Regions from separate parts of the Danio rerio genome. Here region 2 is linked to region 1. A link is a contact called in public Hi-C data. All regions are on one chromosome and are shown on one strand. Each heading gives the region's core, a stretch centred on a gene start, on an enhancer-like site or on the middle of the called end of the contact. The rest is flanking DNA. Distances are from core to core; before and after follow the strand shown.

The links. A called contact is a pair of places that touch in the nucleus more often than the background predicts.
Region 2: a contact with region 1 is called in a Hi-C map of an unstated tissue, with 2.2 times the contacts expected there. The contact joins the enhancer-like site here to the promoter of gorab in region 1. A contact is called at or near these places in 1 of 18 Hi-C or Micro-C datasets (an unstated tissue) and 1 of 4 datasets of contacts at active chromatin or transcription factors (embryo).

Annotation. Positions count from the first base shown.
Region 1 is chr20:37,771,476-37,776,534 of GRCz12tu, reverse strand. gorab (golgin, rab6-interacting) reads right to left here and starts at 1,743. Exons shown (of 5, transcript NM_200385.2): 1 at 1,532-1,743; 2 at 1-306. The coding sequence starts at 1,595. It overlaps LOC103909331 (a long non-coding RNA gene), which reads left to right. Exons shown (of 8, transcript XR_012395949.1): 5 at 115-328.
Region 2 is chr20:37,861,175-37,865,709 of GRCz12tu, reverse strand. It overlaps pde4dip (phosphodiesterase 4D interacting protein), which reads right to left. Exons shown (of 40, transcript XM_073933513.1): 3 at 1-116. Among named protein-coding and RNA genes, the nearest start is that of pde4dip, 7.7 kb to the right of the region's middle. Within about 2 kb of position 2,314, at least 3 of the 62 cell types and tissues checked have an H3K27ac peak or open chromatin away from gene starts, as enhancers often do.

The DNA.
Region 1 (5,059 bases), core at 494-2,993:
CAAGCTCCTTGAAGTCTGCAGGTGGTATAGACTGGACAGGGGATGCTGGGTCAGGCTTAACAGGTTCTGCCTCATGCTTGACCGGTACTGACTGCTCGTCTGGTGTTTCAGCAGGAGGAGCGGGGTGACTGGAAGCTGGTGGCTCTGGTGGTCTGGTAAGCTGTTGGTCGGATAGAAGAGACTGACTGATCTCCTTCTGTTTGGCCGCCAGCTGAAGAGCCCTCTCCCGCTGCAGCTGCTGTCTGCTCCGGTTAGTCTGAGCAGGTTCCCGGCCACGACCCAATGTGACAGACACAGCCTGATTTGCTGGAGGATGATTTGAACAGAGGTATCACTACTCAAATAAGTGTCTGAGCCCTAAAATCTGAGACTAACTTGTGCATATATCTTAAGACTTTCTGAGATGTATTTAAGACGAAGCACTGTAAGCAAAAAAAAAAAAAAAATTGTTACATGAACCTGTCAAATTTGACCTTTTTGGGTTTTAAATCTATTGTCAATAGAATATACACTTTAATTTCTTGCTGCATTTTTAGCACAGAGTCTAAATGTCAAAAATATACCCTTAAGCAACACTTGCATAAACAAATTTATTCATATCTGTATTCTGAAGTGCAGTTGGAAAGACATCTGTTGCCATAGTAATCGGCAGATCATTCCACTGTGGCAACCCCTGATAAATATGGGAATAAGCTGAAGGTGAGTGAATTTCAACTTTTTAAAAGAGGAATGTGCAAACATAATTTGCCTGACTATATACAAATTTTTATTCTGCAAATTAGTGAACATGTTTTGTTAGCAGTTTGCAGTATTTTCTGATTTATGGAAAGGTTTATATTTTTTTTAAAAGTTATCCACACCTAAAAACATTGTTGTTTTTAACATTTACTAAAAATAATACTAACAACATTAAAATAAAATTAAAGCCAAGAATTTTGAACTTAACTGACTTCATGTTCAATGTGCAATAATTTGCATTAAATCTTTGGCGTATTTCAACGTAACATTAATATAACTCTTGTAATGTAAAACAGTTTCTTAACGTATTCTTAAATACATAAACAAATACTTAATAAACTGAGTAAATACTGTTGATAGTACTACATTTTACCTTATTCACCAGCAGTGTCTTGGCTTAATAACTTACAAAATACAGTCAGAATAAATGACGATTTAGTAATTGAGGTAAAGTTGGCTTTATATTCGCACTATCGCACAGTGAAACGGTCCCAATGTTTTTTTTATCACTTTATTTTGAATATTCGGTCAGAAATCGCATGCAAATATGACTTCAAAAACAACATTAGGACTATTTGGTTGACCGTATCATTGGCTGCTAATATTAAATATTAAATTATTTGCTATATTTACAATTTGCAAAGAATTTTTAAAATTAAATTATTAAGGAGAAAGTCCGAATGTGTGAATATAAAACCAACTTTACGTTACCTCAATTGATTTGGTTACATATGCATGCAGACGGCACGAATGAAAAAAAGTTTTCGAGTGAAGTTTTAGCACTTGTACTCACCAACTTCGCCGTTGTGCTGCAGTTTTCGCAGTTCTTCCTCTGAAAATCCAGCCCAAGCAGCCATTTTCAATACACTATAGAGTTGCTCGCAGCTATAATGTAAATCGGGCATTAGCAAAGACAAATAGTTGTTGATTTAAATGTTCCTTTTTACCTACAAATACGGTAACAATTTTAAGAGCTCATCTGGCCGCCATGTTTGTGTATAAAGACTGCCACGTTCAAGACCCTAAAAAGGCCCCCTTCGCGTGTGCCCTCTGAAGTTGCCTGTCTGTTTTGTTTTATTATTTACACTGATATTGTATATGCTGTATGAGTATAATATTTCGAACGAAATACAACTGTTTATAATTGTATAATTTTCTTGTAAATTTGATTAAATATTTTTTTATGTTATGATGTACTTATGTTTTTAGTTGCAGGCAATAGTTATAGGAAATAAACTTTATAAAAACGTTCCCTACTAAAAAAATGAAAAGATGTATCCAGTATTTATAAACAGTAAGCTAAAAAGGTAATTTACTGCATCCACTGGGATTTTGAAGCGTGGACTCACTAAAAACAAACAAAAATACAACAATAACTGCACCATTTTAAGGAATGTAAACAATAACAATGCTCCTAATGTATTTCCTGTTTTACATTTTTCATTTCTGTAGCTTACGAGAATGCAAAAAGGTTCACATATTGATCAATAATGTTATAATAGCTGTTTTAACATTAAGTTATGACTGAACTGGCTCTTGTTACAGTTATGAAATAGCTTGATAACAAGCAGGAAATGTTCATGGGCCAATAACATCACCACATTAAAATGGTCTATACAGTATTAAGACAGACTTTCTATGGCAGGGATGCCCAGACTCGGTCCTGGAGGGGGGGTGTCCTGCATATTTTAATTTCAACCCCAATTAAACACACCTAAACCAGCTAATCAAGCTATTTCTAGGTATACTAAAACTTCCAGGCAAGACAAGTGTGTTAAAGGAATTGAAAGCTAAACAATGCAGAACACCGGCCCTCCAGGACCGAGTTTGGACATCCCTGTATGGTATTTATTCAATATTATAAATTTAATCAATTATGTTTAAAAAAAAAGTTAAAAGGAAATCCATGTTGACCTTGGTCACAGCGCTAAATAAATAAATGAAGAATAAAATATATATACAAAATAAAAAAATATATAAAATGTGAAAATTAAATAAAATACATTAAATTTATAATAATTATACATTTAGAAAAATTATTAATTCAGTCATTCATTTATTCATTTCATTCATTTTTGGCTTTTAGTCCCTTTATTAATCAGGGGTCGCCACAGCGGAATGAACTGCCAACCTATACAGCGGATGCACTTCTAGCTGTAACCCAGCACTGGGAAACATCCATACACTACAGCCATACATTACACACACATACACTACGGCCAATTTAGATTATTGAATTTACCACATGTCTTTGAACTTTGTGGGAAACCAGAAACACCTGGAAACATAGGGAAAACATGCAAACTCCACACAAAAATGCCAACTGAACCAGCCGTGGCTTGAACTAGTTACCTTCTTGCTGTGAGGTGATCATGCTACCCACTGCGCCACTGCGCCACTGCAACTGATTATTAATTCAATTTTTATTGTTACCATTGACCTGGATATTTTAAATAATTGCACAACGAACTGTGGCACTGTTTGGTAAAATAGGTTTAAATAAAATAACAAAAAGAATATGCTTAGAGGATATAAGCCAGTGGTTTAAACAGGTTAGACTGTATTATTATTGTTTTTTTTGTCTAACTACTGCATAACTATTTTTTGAATATTGCATGAAAAGAGTTTGTTTTTAATCTGTCCTCCAGGAAATCTACATCAGACTATTGGATTCGACGACTAATTTTGTTTATCCTCATCTTCTTGCTCCAATTACCCTCTTTACGTTGACTGAGCCATCCTGCGCTCCTCGTGCTCGAGAGGTCAGAGGTTAATGAAAGAGCAAGCTTGCTGATAAAAAGCATGAAATCCTCAGAGAAAAGGAAACGTCAAACAGTTGGATCATATTACACTCTTTGCTTTATTGCCAGAAGCTGCCATGATTGTGCAGAGCTCCAGCGCTCGGTGTCAGGCTTTGGGAGGCCCACTAATTTCTTTGGATTAGTCTGAGTTAACTTGAGTTTGCTGCGTTAGCCGCAACACTGATGTCTGATTTCCTAATACTAGCAGCAGTATCAGTGAGATATTCTGGGTTTGACCTTCATTTGTTTGGTGTTGAGCTGCCAGTGTTGGCAAGTATCGGAATTTAATGTTTAAACGCTGTCATATACACTGCAAAAAATGTTGGGTTCAACACAATTCCTTCATGCTGTCCTGACACAAATCCATTAAGTTAATGTAATTGTTTTTACAAATTTAAGTGAATTGGACAGAAAAACAAATATTTGCCCCCCTCAAGACTTGTGTTGATTCAGCTCATTTTAAATAAGTAGTTTGAACAAACAGCAAAAAATATTTTGAAATCCAGACAATATACACACTATAGGGAGGCGTATAGAATTTTGCCAGGAACTTCAAAACAGAATATTATTAAAAAATAATAATGTTCTTATTTTTGTTCAATTTATGGCATGACAAGTAACAATGCATTAATGTTTGCCGAAATTATTGTGCATTTTTTCTTTTTCAAGAGAGAATATGTTAATATATTTTTAATCAATTAACTGTAAATAACTGTAAATTGACAGAATTCCCTGCATGATACACTTGTCAGGCCCTTAGCTAGGGGGGTACCCCCACTGACAAAGGTCCAGAATTTGTCCCATACATGAGCTCATTTGTCCTCTTTTGACAAGTAAGCCATCATAATTTGTGAAAATAACCCATCAAAGGCTTTAAGCAGAATCTGAAGTAAGTGAAGTCATCTTTTAGTACTGTATTGTTGGTAAATAGAGACAAGGAATTTTACAAGAAATGTTTATTCTAAATCTTGGGCCTTATTCTTGAAAAAAAGACCAAATTTTAATACTAATTAGGCTATTGTTGTTATTTGTGATTTTTCAAATGTACCTTTTACAAGAGAGACATTATTAAAATACATTATTATTGTTATTATGTTTTGATCGTTCAATATTTAAGTGACCAAATTCTGACAGAGGAAAGTTGAATGTGCTGCTCAGTTTGTTATTTGCCTAATAAATGAAAATAGGCTATAGTTTTTCATTTCAAACTTGAACACATTTCATTTTTCTCCTAATGCTCCTTTAAAAAATAAGTATTTCTTTCTTCATTTTCCTTTATTTTAACTCTTAAGGAAATTTTTTAGTATAAAAATGTGCAAGTATGATGATCTTCCTACAAGCTAATCGAGTTGAAAAATAATACTTAAAATGTCACTAAATTCAGTATTTAAACCTCACAATTAAAAAGGAAATTTAGTGAAAAATTGCAAAAAGGTCCCCCTTTCACTAGGCTGGCTACAGGCTTGCTTGTTTATGTTTTTTTCTCATCAGTGATGTACATTAGAGTTTTATGTTGCATT
Region 2 (4,535 bases), core at 1,065-3,564, 89 kb before region 1:
GAAGCTGGATCTTAGTCTGCAGAATCTCTTGTATGTGTCCGGTCTCCTGCTGTCGTTCCTCACAGCGGCGCTGGACCTCCACCTCATTCTGACTGCTCAGACTCTCTGCTGTGGTTCTGTGAAGTGACACAATACAAACAAAACAGCTTTAAAGAACAAATAAATCCATTTATACAAGTGAGAAAAAGTTGCTTTTGAAAGCTGCGAGTTTAAAAGCAGAGAGTCTAAATCTAAATTATTACTACTGCCATGCTGAAGTAAAATATCCAGCTTAGGCTTAATCTGAAAGTGCACCATGTTTAAAACTATTGATTCATCTATAAAAGAGTCAACTCATAGTGGTTTGAATGAATTGCCGATGTAACGAGCCAGTGAGACGTCGATAGAGAACTCAAGCCTGCCCATTTGCTGTGTGCGCAGACCTGGAAAAAATGTAACCCCCCTGGTCCCGCCCACAAACACTGTAGCAGATCCCGCTTGAATCAAGTTGCATATACGCAGTGCTCTGAAGTGTGAGGGAAAGTTAGTGTTATTTTCCCTACCCAAAAACAAGGCTGTGAAGAGTCAGTGGTTGAAGTTTATTATTGCAAAAATACCTCAGCATTATAGCCCCATCCTTGTGCTGTGTTCCTGTCATTTTTCTGACGAGTGCTACAGCAATCTACAGGCGTACAACGAGGCATTCTTCTGCCGTTTGTTAAAGGAAGGATCAGAAGAGACAATTGATGTGTGGGACTTTGTCAGAGCTTGACAGGATCTTTACAGTACACAGTTCATATATCAGTTCCTTCCTCCATTTCACAAGTGTAAGTAGCTTAAGTGCGATTATAATGGTTGCCTCCTTGTATTCTCTAGCTTGCAAATTATGTATTTAATTGTGTTTTGTTACTTGTAACTGGTTGTACTGTATCTGGTTAACTCTTTATGTTCTCATATCCCATCTAAAGCCACGTTGAAAATGTGACGCATGCTGCTTTATTTACCGATTTAAATGTTTTTTGAGCTTGCGATCCACTGCAGTTTCTCGTTGCTACGGCCTCCGTCAGCTGTTCCTACACATGTGCGGCGGCCAAGTTTCAAAATAGTTTAGCTTTTGCCACTGAATGTGTGTCACTGTTACTTATGTTTACTTATGGTTAAAAATAGAGCAATATACTGGTGTTACACTGCATTGCTTTGACGCACTCCTGCATTGGGCTCACACACATACCTGCCAACATTTGTCCCTGAAAACCTTGCATGCATATCAGACTGTTGTTGGAGACCCCCAAAACCGAAATATAACCCTTTTAAATGCATAATAGGGGCTCTTTAAAAATTGTAAATACATTGTGAGTTAACAACCTAACAAAGAACAATTTTATTTTCATTACCTAATTATATGAACAACGTTGAATAAATTTTGCAATAAAGGTAATGTTCATTGTTTATTTATGTTTGTACATACATTAACTAAGATGAACTAATACAACCTTATAGTGAAGTGTTACAGATAAATTTGTATAATAATGAAATGACATATTTATTCTGACCTGCATGAACTAAAATTCATAAAACAACAACTGATTGTAATACAATTTATTAAATTATTAAATTAAATGACAAAACCACTTGCTGACAATTAACAAAAACAAAGAATAGCGCGTAGCATAATACATGTAAATGTATATATTTAATTCCTTTATTATACAACACATTTCACAAGCTTTGGCTTAATTTATTGGTGTCCACTGGAAAAAAATAAAGTGAGAATTCACCACAATTGGTCATGTTTGACTTATTTAATCTTTGTCCCTGACCACGTTCATACCTTTCCCACTCTAAAAAGAGTTTCATTTCATTTTTCAATCCTCCATAGGCTATTAAAGCAAAAGAAGCGAAGGTGAGTCGTAACCATCTTTGCTCATGCCTCCTTTGAGATGCGTTTAATAGTTTGTTCTGAGTTTGAAAGGTGTTTCTCTGACACTTTAAGTATTCTGGAGTGTCTGAGAGCCTCTCACTCAGCCCAGTCCTCTAAAGCCCCTTCGAGCACCTCATAACGGCTTTTCCAGGTCTGTTTTTGAATGTGATGATGGCTGCGGCGTTGACCCCACTGTAATTGTTTGATCCAGAGCAAATGGCACCTTTGGGTTTTTAACCAAGCTGTGCCAGAACATCCATTACTGCATGATCGTCCCGGTCAGCCTCTGCATCAGTTAGTGTTAGCAATCACAGCCTACAGACATGCCATTTAGTTTGGTTAGTGATATCATACAGTTCTGCTCGGTTTTGTAGTCCCCAGAGAGCCCAATGTTGGTTTGAGGGGAAATTACGAGGGGAATTTTCGCTTGACGGCTAAAGACTGAGACTCAGGTCATTGGCAAACACATCATCAAAGCCATACAGAGCGTGTGATGGAAACGACACTACGGCAGAGCAATGATGTCACCTGAACAATAACACAAAGGAAGGGGGTCTCATTTATAGGTGATCCCTAAAAGAATAATGTTGTAAACTGAAACTTTACTGACACTTGTCCACCCAACCAGACAAGAACAAGCAAAGCTTCTGCGATCAGGTAAAAAATTTAGAACCCTGCATATGTGATGATTAAGTAGTTCTTTATATGTTTTACTGAGAATTAATTGCTATAGACAAGTGCACTTTTATTTTACTATTATTTTTTATTTTTTGCAGTTTTGGTATCATTGTTTTGTATAATTAAGGTTTTTGTGGCTTGATATGTACACTTTTATTGAGATGGTATAGAAAGCAAATACTTTTACATTGTTAAACAAAAGATTTATTAAAATAAAAGTAAATCATTTGAACTTTTTTTTATCTAAGAATTTAAAAAAAGCTTTTAGCAGCACTGCTAAGCCTGTTTCCAACATTATTAATACTACTAATAATAAATGTTTTAAATTAGCATATTAAGAAGCATGACTAAAAATTCAGTCTTACCATCATGTAAACATACAAGTATAATAAATAGATGACAAATATTTTACAAAACCTCAATATACTTATTCAATCAAATAAATGCAGCAAAATATACCTCTTAGAAAAATCGGTAACACTTTAGTTTATGTCACAATCCATGCGGTTTACTACTGACTTATTACCTACCTATTAAAAAGATAATAACTGTTCTTTAATAGTAATAAACCAAAGATATTTACATTAGATGTCGCCTACCCTGTTGTTGTCTATTGAAAGAAATGTGTCAATAGAGCTGCCATTTTAGTACAGGGTAGCGCTTCTTTAAAATGAATGCGGGACCAAGGTACAGTGGAGGACTGGCGATCCGGAGTGATGGTATATATATATATATATATATATATATATATATATATATATATATATATATATATATATATATATATATATATATATGATCAGGAATTTTCCCGGTGGTCAGTATGCAAATATTTCTTTTAATTATGAAAATTATAATTTCACATCACTTACCTACATTGATGGATAAGTGACCGCACGGGCATGTATTATCCACCCTCTCTGTTAAATTTGATCTAATACGTGTCTTGAAACACACCCTCTCTACTGCTTTCACTTCTTATTCTAACGGAGGGAGCGATTCATTTGTGTATAAGTTCCCGTTATGAACGACTCGTTCACTTAGCTGATAAGTTTCTAGTTTCTAGCAATATCTTGTTGTCATATTTCATTTACCTGGTTTGCTAATTTTATTCAACAAAACTAGCATAAGCTGAGTATTTAGTGCGAGTTGGTGTTTGCCTTATGATCAGTGATCAGTGCAGTAAGAGACTGTATTATCATCAATACTTGTTTAGCACAAAAGTTTGTGACACAAAAACGTAAAAAACGAAATCTTACCGATGAAATGTTCTGCCTTTGTGCTTTGTTTTCTTTGTTTGCTTGTAATTACACTCGTACACAGCGCTTAATCCAGCATCTTCACATTGGTTTTGGTCTTAACTAGTCCGGTTGAATGACATTTGTCCTAGGTGCACTGTACAAATGTGGCGGCGCTATTGACGCATGCTCAGGGTCCGTATGCGATATCTAGTGTATATATCTATGGTATTAAAGTATGATTTTATTCTACATCCTTAATCCTACCCAAAACCTAAACCCAACTTCTACCTTACTGACTAATTATAAAGTTTATTAAGCTAGTAGTTAGTTAGTAGTAGTAGTAAGTTAATGCTTTGTTAATACCATGAATTGTTACCTAAACTAAAATGTTACTGAAAAACCTGTTACAAAAAGGTTACAGGGGGCATGTGGACATTTCATAGGGTATTGTTGCCTGTTACCCCAAACTTGATAAGTGTCTGACATGGACTTGGCGGTGGGCTCTGGTCTTTTGCATTTGGCAAGTCAGCAAGATAACTCACATATGCCTATAGAGGCAGTTATGCTGATAGTATTTGGCCACTGACCAGCATTTAGAGTGAAAGAGAGGATCTCCAGACTGAACAAACAGACTGTTTTTCTGAATATACAAGGCTTATATACACTCTTAAATTTATAACTGAGGTGTGTAAAAGTAACTAGATTTAATGCTAAGG